Regions from separate parts of the Macaca mulatta genome. Here region 1 is linked to region 2. The links are chromatin contacts, called in public Hi-C maps. All regions are on one chromosome and are shown on one strand. The core of a region is the stretch at or near the end of the contact, and the rest is flanking DNA. Distances in the headings are between cores, read along the strand shown. Region 1 overlaps OSBPL3 (oxysterol binding protein like 3). Region 2 holds the start of OSBPL3 (oxysterol binding protein like 3).

Region 1 (6,869 bases), core at 1,236-3,735, 150 kb before region 2:
GACAGATGAAGCAGCTCCATGATGATCAGGACTGGTGGTATGACCATGGTGAAGCCAGCTGTGAGCACTCCTGGCTGCCTGATAGCCATCTTCCATCAGAGACTCACCAGCGACATTAAGGCCCCTTCAAACCACTTGTACTAGAAGTGGAGATATAGCATATCTTATTTGAACATATGTATTATAGATACATGCCCTTCTAGTTTTCTTTCATCAAGTCATTCCTCAGGCTCCTCTCTGCCTTGTCAACACTCCTCTTACTATTCTTTTCCCTTTTTTGTGAAACGGAGTCTTGCTCTGTTGCCCAGGCTGGAGTGCAGTGGTGCAATCATGGCTCACTGCATCCTCTGCCTCCCAGGTTCAAGTGATTCTCCTGCCTCAGTCTCCTGAGTAACTGGGATTATAGGCATGTGATACCACACCTGGCTAATTTTTTGGATTCTTAGTAGAGATGGGGTTTCACCATGTTAGCCAGGCTTGTCTGGAATTCCTGACCTCAAGTGATTCACCTACCTCAGCCTCCCAAACTCTTATTACTATTTGTTTTTTTTTTTTTTTTGAGACGGAGTCTCGCTCTGTCGCCCAGGCTGGAGTGCAGTGGCGTGATCTCGGCTCACTGCAAGCTCCGCCTCCCAGGTTCGCACTATTCTCCTGCCTCAGCCTCCTGAGCAGCTGGGACTACAGGCGCCCGCCACCACGCCCAGCTAATTTTTTGTATTTTTAGTAAAGACAGGGTTTCACCGTGTTAGCCAATATGGACCTCGATCTCCTGACCTTGTGATCCACCCGCCTCAGCCTCCCAAAGTGCTGGGATTACAGGCATGAGCCACTGCGCCCAGTCATTCTTACTATTCTTAACACTTTATATTAAAAGGCATTGTAGGCCAGGCGTGGTGGCTCAAGACTGTAATCCCAGCACTTTGGTAGGCCAAGGCAGGCGAATCCCATGAAGTGAGTTTATGACCAGCCTGGCCAATATGGTGAAACACCATCTCTATTAAAAATACGAAACTTAGCTGGGCATGGTGGCACAAGCCTGTAGTCCCAGCTACTTGGGAGGCTGAGGTGCAAGGATCACTTGAACTGGGAGGCAGAGGTTGCAGTAAACTGAGATTGTGCCATTGGAAGCCCGCCTGGGCAACAAAGTGAGACTCTGTCTCAAAAAAAAAAAAAAAAAAAAAGGCATTGTAGAAGTTCCCAGTAAATATAAGAGCAATAGCCATTTACTGAATATTTCCATCAGTGTATTATTTTGTTTAAGCCTTACTACAACCTATTAGTCAAACATTATCATTCCTAATTTATAGATTAAAAAAAAAAAGGGAGGCTCAGAAAGTTGAAGGAACTTACATAAGGTCACGCATGGAACAAACTGTGGAGTTAAGATTGGAAGCAGGCAGGTCTGCACATCCTACACCCAGCACATCCTAAACTACTAACAATAACCACTTCTCTTTCTTGCTTATTTCATGGAACTAAATGCTAAGTTATGTAACCCTCTTTCTGTCTTTGTGCACAGGTGCCCAGGAGCTCTGATTTCTCCCCACTGTGCCATCATGGGAAACACACAAACAGATCTTGTTTTGGGCCCTGTCCCACCAGGGCTCAGAGGACTGAAGCTCAACTTTACACAGTTCACGTTACTATTCTTTTCTTATAGCTATTCATCCTGTCCTGATTGTCTGCTGTAGTTTGAGGCTATTTTTGGCCTTTATTTTTTCACAAGAGTGCATATGATACCATGGAAACCAAATTATATTTTCATTTATTCTCATTCTATTTTAGGTTCAGTATTTAAATAACCCAGATGAATTTTGAATCACACAGATTATCTTATCCCCTTTAACTACTGATTTAGCTCCCTACTTCCCCAGTATCAGTCCATGTTTAATTTCTTGTTTTAGCTTCTAACTGGCAAGCTACTGACAGTGTGCTTTGGGTTACTGTATATTCATTTTCCTTCAAGTTCCAGAGAACACTCCTTATCATTTACAGTTAAGATAAGCACTATCATCATAAGTCTCTCAGCCAACCCACGCTTCCCTTCCTCTCTCTGTAGTGCAAATCCATTGATAAAGAGAGCAGCAAGATAAAAGAATATTTTAGCAATCCACCCCCCCTTTCTCCTTAGTTCTCTAAGAACTGGGGGCTGAGAAATGTACAGAAACAATGATGTTTAATGTTCCTAGGGATTTAGGGATATACAGAGAGTGAACGTGAGATTGCTACCTTAACAAGGTGGGAGAGGGTATATTTTATTTTTTAAATTTGTTATAATTTTTAAAAAATTTCTTTCTGTGTATCTTAGTAAAAGAAGGTTTTTTAAAATTTTCAATATGTGTACACTCCATTTTAGGTAAATAATTCCCTATTGACAAGTATTTTAGATGTTCCCACCCCATATTATTGATGCATGCTGGCATGCATCAATAATGACAGCAAACACTCATATAACATGTATCTTCATGTCTCAGATACTGCTCCAAGTGCTTTGCAGACAGTGTCTCGCAGAATCATCACAAAATCATGTGAGGTACATACAACTGTCATCATCTCCACTCTCGAGAGCAAACTAAAGCACAGAGAAGCTATGTAACTTGCCCTGGGTTATAATGCTAGTAAGAGGTAGAAATGAGATAGGATGGATCCTAGGCTGTCTGATGTCTGAGTATTACTGTATGCTACTTCTATGGCAAGAATGTGATGGAACTTTAGGCTGCATGAGTACAAGGTTGTGCATCCATCAGATGAGGGCAAGGACTCCTATCCGGATCCCTCACCCCCACCCCACTGTGATATCCTAGCACCTGGAACAGTGGCAGGCACATGGTATATGTTCTAGAAATAATTTATTGATATGAATGAATAAATACATCAATGAATGATTCCTCTCAAATCAAAATTGAGAATAACACATTTATCTGGTGCTACCCATTCTGCTGGGGGCATTCATGCTCTGGAATAACGATGTCAGTGTGTTAGGGAGCAATGTTAAACCTCTAAATTGAAGGTTGGGCCAATGTTCATCCTTTCAAAATTCTTTGTGCTAACGATTTTAAAGAGAAAGGACCCCGGCAATGCATGTAGCCAAGCAAGTGTGCAGAATTACTGGTGGTACCTTTATGCCCCTGGGTGGTGGCTTGGCTTCAGTGGAAGGGAAATCGATCCCTCCCTTTATGTTGAAAAGCACTGTAATTATCTCGGCTGCTTTGAAGCCAGTGAAAGGTAGGAAATAAATATTTCAGAAGCACAATGAACGGGAGACATAAGCAACCCCTCCCAACAAGCACAAAAGGGTGTATATACCTGTTCTGAGAAAAACTGGAAGCCCTTGTCCTCCCGAATACATTCATATGTTTCTCCAAGAACTGGATTAAATGGCTTGCTCCCAGCTCGGTAGTAGCTAGATGCATACGCTGATATGGCAAAGGCTGCCACATACACCTAAGGACAAGAGAAAAGAACGTTGTCACTTCTGTGTCACCAAGAGCTTTATTGTTCACAAAGAACTTAACAAAATAAAACCTCTATGATTTTCTTTCAGAAAGCCAAAGATTTGTCTTTGGTTGTTTAAAAACAACCAAACCAACATAGGTTTAAAATTGTAGGTTTAAATAATGTTTATTTGGGCCCCCAAACAAATTAATCCAATGTTTTCAAGCTGTCCGTTTATCTTGATGCCTAAAAGTTGGGAGACGCTATCAAGACGATGACATTTCTAAACTGGACTACGCTGTTTCTGGAAACTGGTAAGCTGAGGCCAGTACTTTTAAGCCTGACAGTATCTGAGGATCTTGATAAGATGCTAAGGCTTTAGGGGTAGAGTGGGGAAAGACTATTAAAAAAGGAGTGTTAAAACATCCCTCCAAAACTCAGGAATCAGCATCATAAATTTAACCATTCAAAATGTGATATTATAGAAACCAAAACATTCATTTTGACCAAAGAAAATCTGAGTCATTTCCTAAGCCTGGGAAACAAGCCACAGGATATAGTGACTTTAAAGTTCTGCTTTTTTGGGAGGAAAAGTGAAACATTAAAAAAAAAAAAAAATTAAAATAAAGAGCGGAAGGAAGAAAAACTTTACGTGAACACGAAGTGAACAAAGTCTCTGGGCGGCCCTCACTGTGAGGTCTTGGCATCAGCAGCGGTTCCCCGTCAGGGCACCGGGGGGGGCACATTACCTTCTTTGTCTTTTTTTCCATGTGTGTGAAAACAGTTAAGCCTAAGCAGTGATGGCAAATTTTCCTTTCTAATGTCGGCTAGTAACAATCTCAAGATTTCTTCTTCCCAGCACATTTCATGCAGTTTCTTATACTGAAGAAGAGCTGAGTGCCTTTCATAAATGCTCACTAGTCACATAACCTTCCTTTATAACCTTCTGCTAAATTTTTGGTGCTGCCTATAATAGGGGCCACCTCACCACCTCATGCTATAGAATTCTCTAGAGCAGCTGGATGGCTTATAAAAATCAGCTATACTTGGCTGGGTGCAGTGACTCATGCCTGTAATCCCAGCACTTTGGGAGACCAAGGCAGGCAGATCCGCTTGAGTCCAGGAGCTCAAGACCAGCCTGGACAACATGGCGAAACCTCTTCTCTACAGAAAAGATACAACAGACGTAGCTGGGTGTGGTGGCACATGCTTGTGGTCCCAGCTACTTGGGAGGCAGAAGTGGGAGGATTGATTGAGCCCAGGAGGTCAAGGCTACAGTGAGCCGTGACTGCACCACTGCACTCACTCCAGCCTGGGTAACAGAGCAAGACCCTGTCTCAAAAAAAAAAAAAAGGGCCGGGAACGGTGGCTCACACCTATAATCCCAGCACTTTGGGAGGCCAAGGTGGGTGGATCATGAGGTCAGGAGTTCGAGACCAGCCTAACCAACATGGTGAAACCCATCACTACTGGCCAGGCACGGTGGCTCAAGCCTGTAATCCCAGCACTTTGGGAGGCCGAGACGGGTGGATCACTAGGTCAGGAGATTGAGACCATCCTGGCTAACACAGTGAAACCCCGTCTCTACTAAAAAATACAAAAAACTAGCCGGGCGAGGTGGCGGGCGCCTGTGGTCCCAGCTACTCTGGAGACTGAGGCAGGAGAATGGGGTAAACCCGGGAGGCGGAGCTTGCAGTGAGCTGAGATCCAGCCACTGCGCTCCAGCCTGGGTGACAGAGCCAGACTCAGTCTCAAAAAAAAAAAAAAAACCCATCACTACTAAAGATACAAAAACAAGCCGGATGTGGTGGCACGCACCTGTAATCCCAGCTACTCAGGAGGCTCAGGTAGGAGAATTACTTGAATCTGGGAGGTAGAGGCTGCAGTGAGCCGAGATTGTGCCACTGCACTCCAGCCTGGTGACAGAGAGAGACTCTGTCTCAAAAAAAAAAAAGAAAAAATCAACTACACTCAAGTCAGTCCTACTTGTGACTGCCTGCGTTCTTGAAACCTGGGTGTGTGTTCCTCTCCCTGCTTCTCCACATTGGTAACCTGTGAAACAGTACAGCCACACCGTGTATGGAATGCTGAATCAACCCTTAGTCACCTTCACCATGTAAAATAGAACACAACCGATGAAAGAACCTAGTGCCATGCATGATGCTGTGGGGAAGAGAGACCTAAGGGGAGGCAGAAGGAAGCACTCTGCCTATGGGTTGGCAGCACGAGGGAGAGTCCAGGCAGGGGCATAAGCAGACCTGCAGGTTAGTAAACAAAACCCATGCAATAAGACTCCTGCTTAGTGGTTATGCTGGGGATGAGAAGCCTCTCCTCAAACCTCTGCTCAAGGGCAATTACACCAATCAATCATCTGAATATCCTAAGGGTCTCTAAATTGCCACAGGATGAAACATCTTTAAGAAACTTTCACCCTCAAAGCCAATCATTTCCTTTAAAGAAAAGAGCTGCCCACAAATGCTGACTTTTAACACTTGCCTTAGAAGCTATTTCTAGAAGCTTTGCCTTCCTTTTATTCAGCAAAAATTATCTGGGGACAAGTAACCAAGAACAGTTTAAAAAATACAGCTTGTTTTTGTCTCCTACCCTGATTATCAGTAACAAGAAAGAAAGTCTTTTGGGCCAAGTACAGTGACTCATGCCTGTAATCCCGGCACTTTGGGCGCCAGGGCAGGAGGGTTGCTTGGGCCTAGGAGTTCCAGGTTGCAGTGAGGTAGGACTGCACCACTGTAATCCAGCCTGGGCGACAAAGACCCTGACTCAAAAAAAGGAAGTCTCTTTGATAGGGGAGGCCCTGGAGACTGGGCAGAATGACGATGGGATATCCCTCTCAGACAGCAGGTAAGATTTCCCCTTAATCTTCAAATCATAGAAGTAATAATGTTTTAATAAGCGCTAAGACTGCAGAATACTTAGAATGTAGAAAAGAATAGCATCCTCCATCAATGGGGGGTGTCGGCACGGCTAGGTCTGTGAAGCCGAGGGGGCACTCCAATTCCAGTGTAGCCAACTGGCAAACGCCCAGGAGAGAGACTCTGCATTTGGGGGACATTGATGTCCCAGCATCCAGTAGAGACAATGACCTTACTGCTCTAAGGGCACTGAATATGAAGAAGCAAAAAGAGGTACAGACACCCATGTTCAAGAACAAAGTCAGTCACAGTCATAGAGAAGGCTGATCTGCCCGAGTCTTGCCCTTTGAGTACTCCATTCCCAATCTCCCTACCCATGAGACGGGGGAAAGATGAGAAATACTTGGAAGTCCTTTTAAAAGCCAGCATGCTGTGACTGGAGCTGATGCCGAGTAGAGAAGATGGGCTTTTCTAAGATTTTTTTTTAAGTACTCTATAAAATAAGAGGGAGAGAGAAAAAAAGAATATTTCTGATGTGAAAACCTCCTCTAGTGAACTTTATTT
Region 2 (7,436 bases), core at 1,397-3,896:
TCGGGAGGCTGAGGCAGGAGAATGGCGTGAACCCAGGAGGCGGAGCTTGCAGTGAGCTGAGATCCGGCCACTGCACTCCAGCCTGGGCGGCAGAGCGAGACTCCGTCTCAAAAAAAAAAAAAAAAAAATACAAAAAACTAGCTGGGCGTGGTGGCGGGCGCCTGTAGTCCCAGCTACTCACGAGGCTAAGGCAAGAGAACGGCGTGAACCCGGGAGGCGGAGCTTGCAGTGAGTCGAGATCATGCCACTGTACTCTAGCCAGGGCGACAGAGCAAGACTCCGTCTTAAAAAAAAGAAAGAGAGAAGGAAAGAAAACTACAGCTTATGGCAGCAGCCTGGGAATATGTGGCTTATGATGTAACTATTAGCGATTACTGAAAATATATCTCAATAAGAAAACAGTAAATCTTTTGGCTAAGCCATAGCTTTTGATACAAATAAAGCTAAATGTCTATTAGCTGTAATGGTGGAAACCACATTTTAGTTTATTGGAAGAGGTCCAGCACAAGAGACAAAATGAGCTGGAATCCTAGTTCTGCCAGGATAACCTTGGCAACACTGGTTAACCTGCTGGACCCTCAATTTCCCATCTGGTTAAATATACCTAGCTAACAGACTTCTGTAAATTTAATGAGGTAATCTACAAAAGTTCCTAGTATTGCTATTTGTTAATTTTCCCAATAGTAAATTAAGAATAAAGATGAAAATCAAAATCAGCTATGAAATCCTCATTCCTCATATTTACAGAGAAGGTTTCATTTATTCATTCTATAAATGTTTATTGCAAACCTACTGTGTGTTCTTGACACAGGGGATCAAGTGATGAACAAGACAGACAAGATCTCTGCGTTCCTGGTACTTACATCCTAATGAGGGAAGAGAGAGAACACAATAATCCAAGGAGACAATTTCAGGGAGAAATTTAAGTTCTATGAGCAACAGCAAACAGGTGACGTGGCTTGGCTAGACGGGAGGGTCATTTAGCTTGGATGCATACAAGCCCAGGCCTGCCTGACCTCCTTTAGCCAGGAGAACCTCACCTTGTATGATACTTGCGGGGTACAGTGTAGATGATGAGAAACCAGGCCTTCGCTTTCACCTATCTGTGGAAGTATCTCTTTTGCAGCTGTAGTTTAAAACATTTCTAAATGCCCTCATCCCAATACTCAGACTCTGAGGGTCTGAGCAACCCCGAAGGGTCTCAAGCACCTCTGCGCAGTACGCAGACACATGGAAACCGACAACTTCACAGTCCCTTCAGCTCCAAGAGTCCCGTCTGAGGAGACTGGTGGCTTGTGAGATGGAGAAGGACAAGCACAAGTGTGCAGGAGGCAGCAAGCAAGTTGCGTTGCCGAAGGAGGGGCGGCGCGCCCCGGCTTAAGAAGTATCTGGACGACCTACGACAGTGCCCATCAGCGACTCCAGAGGCTAGGAACGCTCCCCGGGAAGCTGGGCAGTGCTAAGGGGCTGCCTGGGAGTATCTGGCTTATGATGACAGTACTTAAAGAATTTACCTGACCATGGAATAAACAGAGACAGAGATAGGAAAACCCAACTGCAGACAATGTTCAGAAAGAGTACATTAAGTCCCTAAGACCCTGAACTAAGATTCTGCTGCAGGGCCTCCGGGAAAGGACCAATGTGAAAGACACTGAGATAAGAGTTAGGGTGAGCCTAAAGGTGATCTGACCAGTAGTAATTGGAAAGTCAAAAGAAAAAAATTCCAGAAGGGGCCAGAAAGCTGATGAATACGTAAATTTAGAAAGGAAAGGAACGTGCCCTGGGCCTCCAGCCCGGCACGGGGGATCTGGGCAAGCCGCGGTTGGGAAGGCGGGCGAGCCGAGCGCCTGCCCCGAGAGCGTTGTCTCAGTCTCACCGGCGCGCCCCATCCCGCGGATGTGGTAAAGCGTCGCGCTCCGCCCAATTAACCAGGCTTCCTGAGCCTCCAGCCCCGGCGCAGAGCCTCCCCGCTGCCCAGGACAGCTCCGCGCGCCGCGTCCTCCCGCACCTGCGCTCCAGCCCCTGCGCTCGGTTCCTCCTGGCGGTCAATCCTCTGAGTCGTCCCTCGAGGGACGGAGCCCTAGGGTGGGTGAGACCCGGGTCCTCCCTCCCCGGGAGCTTCAGCCGGCACCGAGGGCGAGCTCCCAAGCTTCGGTCTGCCCCAGGGCCGGATCCTCCCCGGCCGACACGGGCAGACCCCGGTTCTGCAGAGACCCGCGGCGCCCCCCAAACCGCAGCCCTTCCGAGCCCGCGCCGCCGCCTGGCCCCCCGACACCTCGGCCCCATTTAGGCAGGCGCCCCGCCACTCACCTGAGCGCTGTGCAGCCGGAGACACTCCCTAGTTCCCCGGTGCAGGGCTCGGGGGTTAGCGCACAGACCCGGGAGAAGGCAACCCGGCTTCTCCGGTCTCCCCGCAACGTGCAGCTGACAGCTCTCGCACCGGCCGCAGGAGTCGGGGGCGGGGATGGCCACTCGCGGACAGACGGGGCCGGAGCCGCGCTGCGCACCGGCCGCGTCGCGCTCTGGTCCCTTCTCCCGGGCCGGCTGGCGGGCGCCACCAGCACGCGGCCAGTTCTGAGTACTTTGCCCAGAACTTCTCGGCGCGCGCCGCCCGGCGATTAGCCAGAGGAGCGGCGCAGGGGCGGGAGCGCAGGGGAGGGGCCTGCAAGGCCCGGGGGCGGGGCCCCGAGGGGGCGGGAGGGCGGCAGAGTGACACACGTTCCCACCAATCATAAGTCGCCTTTGGGGAAGGAGGTGGGGCGATGCCCTCGGAAGAAGCCCGCGGATTCCATGACGCAGCCGGGGGACTAGGGATCCCGGATTTCGGACGGGTTGGGAGGGCGGAGGTAGGCGAGTGCTGCGGCGTGGCACGGAGTGAGGCTCCCGGCGGTCCAGCTGGGTGCCTGCTAGCTGTAGGCGTTCGGTAAATGTTCCTCGAGTGGCTCTTCCTGGCCAGGGAAGGAGGAAGAAGTGAAGGCAGAGTGGGAGGGGCAGGTTTACGAAGAAGGCTCCAGGGGACCCTTGCGTTCGCACAGGCTAGGAGAACTCTACCTCCCGAGGAAGTCAGACTGAGGCAGAGTCGTCGAAAACGGAGGAAATACGTGGGGAGGCAGCACTCTAGGCACGAGATGACAAAGGACAGTATCATTGTGAGACCCGGGGCTCGGAGACCGTGACCCTACCTCCAGAGGCAGCCGTGCAGATACGTGCCGGAGTGATTTTGTTCTCTGCAGTTTATGTGCAAGGGCGTAGGGGGTCGGGAGAGCACCGTCGTTACTATTAAATCTCCCTGAAAGACGGGAAAGTCTACCCGACTTGACTTCCCACTAGCCCAATGGCCTTCTTTGATCCTAGCATGAATGCAAGCAGCTGATGATTTGGGGTCAGTTTGCAGACTGCAAATGTGTCGAGTGCCGCAGGTGGCGGGTGGGAAGGGCGTGAGCATTTACTGAGCACCTAATATGTGCCAGGAGCAGTTGCGAGCTTGCAACTGTGAGAAAGGCGTACCAGGCTCCTGTACTCACGGGTCTTGCATTTTTGTGGAAAGGCAGACAATAAAGAAGAGAATATACATATCCATGCACAAAATAAAAGGCTGACGAACTGTTAGTACTGAGAGGAGAGCCAAGCCCAGCTTTCGAAAGTGGTTTAGTGCGTGATGGCGCGCTCACCCTGAGGGGCCTCTAGGCGAGGGTGACTTTTACCCAGATTCCTGAGCATGGGAAAGGAGCTGCCACACCCAGTCTCGCTAAGAGCGTTCCAGGCGAAGGGAATAGCAAAGACAAGGTATTTAGCCTCCCTGAAGACCCAAATGACCGACCTCACCCAGCTGGGCACCGCGCGTGGCTCGCTGGGCTCGGCGCCTGGCACAAAGGGCTCCACAGTGTTAAATCCCCCTGCCAACCACCACCTGAGGCGCTCGTCGCATTTCCAGTCTCCAAACTGACCCCAATTCAAGGTTTCTGAGACTCTTTCCGGAGCTATTCTGTTCACATTTCATTCACCACGTTCAGATCTCTGCTTTCTGGAACCATCCCCCTCGCGAAATGTCTGGGACTGTCTGTTTCGGATCTGGCAGGCGGCGGGCGAGGGCGGGAGGCGCCAGAGATGCTGCCGAGCAAACCGACTGTCATGCCGCCTGCGTCGGCACACGGAAAAGCTTATTGGAGAAGATTTCAAATCGAATGACTCCGCGGTTCCTAAACAACCTCGCAAAGCCCGACCAGCGCCAGGTGGCTCGATGGGTAGTGGAAGGACGTGTCTGGCAGGCGCGCGGACAGTCCAAGGAGGCACCTTGCCCACGCCCAGCCCCGCCGCCGGAGCAGCTTAGACTGGGTTTTCCTAAACCTCCTTCCATTTTTCTATAATTCCTCTCTGAGAGAGGCTTGCTCTCCCCTCCTCCTGCCAATCCCCTTCCTCGTTCAAGCTATTTCTTTTTCTTTTGCTCTCCACCTTCAGCCTCTCCGCCTGTTTCTTTAGCATTAGTTTTTCTGTAGGAGACCAACCTTCAATCGGAAAGGAAGTTATTTGCATAGGGCTTTGTTGTTTACACTAGCATCCCGTTCTGGGCTTTTTCATTAATGTCTTCCAAATCAAATCATAATAGAGTGTACATTCTCTCTCTTTGTGTGTGTGTGTGTGTGTGTGTACTTGAGGCGTTAATTGGACAGGATGAGAGAATTATTCACATTGTGCCTTGTCCCCATGTAAAGGAGGAATTGTACTGTGGCTTTTCATAGTTTCATTTCCTCTTCTACTCCTAAATAAGCTTCCAGGCTCTCCAGCTCCTAAAATCTAAAGGAAAAAAAAAAAAAAAGTTGAAACCCACGCGGAGCTAATTATTCTTGAAAAAGCTTGTTAATGTTCTAAAATTAGCTTTCTTCTCAGTCTTATTTTAAAATAACGATTTGAATGTCTAATAAAGATCAGTGGTTCCATATTAAGAGTTCCTAGAGACCCTCTTCTTTGAACTGTTGAACAAATACTTTTTCTCTTTGGAGACACGCCCACCACAGTGGGAATTTTTCACATTTGGCACAGTGGTCTTAGCTTCTGAAATCGGTAATAGGTAAGCGGGTGCTACCTGAGTTTGCATGTTTTGATAGTAAAGGAAACTGAGGACCTCTAGAATCAGACTACCTCAGTTCCTGTCTTATGATGACCACCTCATTCTGTGATCACCTTTCCTTGTCTGTAAAATGGAGATAATTAAGTACCTGCTGGACTACAGGAAGAGTTTGATCATCCATTTGCAAACAGTTCCTGCATACAGAGTTCTCAACCTCAGCACTATTAACATTTTAGGTAAAGATAATTCTTTCCTGCTGGAGGTAAGGGGTGGGGAGGGGTGCTGTCTTGTGCATTTAGCAGCATTTCTGGCCTCCACCTACTAGATTCAAGGAACACCCTGTCCTCCCCAGTTGTAACAACAAAAAATCTCCAGACTTTTGCCAGAAGTCCTCTGGAGAGCAAAATCCCCCCGATGAGAACCACTGGCATAACACATAGTAAGTGCCTACAGGAGGCGATATAGGGAAATGCTTATGGATATGGGTTTCTAAGGTGTGAACCTCAGGCAAATTTTGTTTCCTTAAGCCTCATCTGTAAAATGGGAATGATAATAATGCTAACTTCTTAAAGTTGTCTAAGGATTAAATACAATTGTGAATGTAAAAGCAATTTGCACAGTGCCTGGCACATGGTAAACTCAAAATATGAGCTTCTGGTCTCATTTGTTTCCTGTGAAGAGACGGCATTGGGCTAAATTGGGGATGACACATCTTGACTTATTTGCTGCCACTTTCCTCCTGCCTTGTATCAGACATCATTATTAAGTCAAGGTTGCCTTTTCCACTGAGTCCAAATAGAGCCTCAGAATCCTTCTCAACACTGCAAGAAGCTGCCACTGATAGGCCAAGATCAGTATCTAAGATAATGCTGAATTGCCATTCTGGGGCTAGATGAACTTTAAGATCCCTAATAGCTTCAGTTTTCTGATACAATTACAAGTGAGGAGGAACTATTGTTTATCACTTCATCAACTTCTTTTATGAAGGGGTGGTGGAGCAACGCCCAGAAAGTTCCCAGTGTCTTGACCATAATCATACAGTCTATGAGTGGTCAGAGGCTGTCTCCAACCCTCTTAAACGGCCATCTTTTTGCCACATCTACCGCCTATGGAAAGTGGGAAAAACACTTGTCTAAATCTGAGTTGCCATCCTCTCCAACCTGTACAGCCCTACTCATCTTCTTCCTCCTTCACTTTCATCTGAAAAATGAATCAAAGTATTTAGTTGCATATGAACACCTTGTAAGCATTCTTTTACAACTGTTAGTATAATTCTTGACAAGGATTGTTCAAAAATTCACCAATTCCTTTATTAGATTGCCTGCTTTGTATAAGAGATCATTCTTAGCAAGCACTTCAAAGTGAATAAAAATGAATCAGTGAGTGTCCCTTCAGTGCTTTTATAGTTTTCTATATTGGGCAGATCAGATGTGGACATAAATAACTACAACACAAGCTAAAAAATGGAAAATGTCCTGAGAGGTACCAAAAATGTGTTCAGAGAAGAGAGAAATTATTTTGGGAATTAGGAGCTAGAGCCATTTCCTGCATGTCTTTGTTAACATTTTTAACTTTTGGAAAAAAAAAAAATTCTTATTTATTACAGTAAAGTTATCCTTGTAGAGGAAGTTGCAACATTGTTAGTTTTCCTGGTTCAGATACATTTCCTGCTTAGTTTAAGTCAACATGATCAGTGCAACTAAAAGTCACAGATTATTCTAATTCTAAATTGGTTTTCATCAGCTGTTTACAATTTCTGGGATTTCTGGGCTATTCTAGAGGAGGCTTGCTCACCTTTAGTTTCCTTTCTTTTTTTTTTTTTTTTTTTTTTTTTGAGACAAGCTGTCACTGTTGCCCAGGCTGGAGTGTGGTGGTGTTGTTCCCAGGCCCAACTAAGTGTTGGGCTGCTGTTTCTCGTGGCCCAATAGTGAGATGCAGATGAACTCAGGATGAAGAGAGTTTTTATTTTTGCAACTGGTTACAGGGAGAAGGCTTGGAAATCATCGCCAGACCAACTCCAAATTACAAAGTTTTCCAGAGCTTATCTACTTTCTAAGTTATATGTCTACATGTAAGTGTACATTCATCTAAGACATAAGTAATTAACTTCTTTTAATCTATAACTAAAGTCTGAGTCCTGAAGACCTTCCTCTGGAGCCTAAGTAAATTTACTTAATCTGAATGGGTCCAGGTGCTGGAATGATTACCCTTATCTTGTCTCCTGCTAAATCATGGAGGTTTGGTGAGTTCCTTCCAACCCCCACAATAAGCTTGTTTGTGGAAGCCTGGGGCGTTTCTTCAGACCCACAATAAAACTTGTTTAATCCTAAATGAGTGCTGTTAAGAATTCCTTCATTATTTTGTCATG

The links. Hi-C and Micro-C count contacts between places; a contact is called where the count stands out from the background.
Region 1: a contact with region 2 is called in a Hi-C map of fetal cortical plate, with 2.1 times the contacts expected there. The contact joins the enhancer-like site here to the promoter of OSBPL3 in region 2. A contact is called at or near these places in 4 of 14 Hi-C or Micro-C datasets (fetal cortex germinal zone, fetal cortical plate, fibroblasts and 1 more).

The regions. Positions count from the first base shown.
Region 1 is chr3:103,558,052-103,564,920 of T2T-MMU8v2.0, reverse strand. OSBPL3 (oxysterol binding protein like 3) reads right to left here. Exons shown (of 25, transcript XR_013415907.1): 16 at 3,307-3,444. Among named protein-coding and RNA genes, the nearest start is that of GSDME, 73 kb to the left of the region's middle. Within about 2 kb of position 2,485, at least 8 of the 40 cell types and tissues checked have an H3K27ac peak or open chromatin away from gene starts, as enhancers often do. A contact at or near this core is called in fetal cortical plate, where this site is marked.
Region 2 is chr3:103,407,304-103,414,739 of T2T-MMU8v2.0, reverse strand. It overlaps OSBPL3 (oxysterol binding protein like 3), which reads right to left and starts at 2,646. Exons shown (of 25, transcript XR_013415907.1): 1 at 2,311-2,646.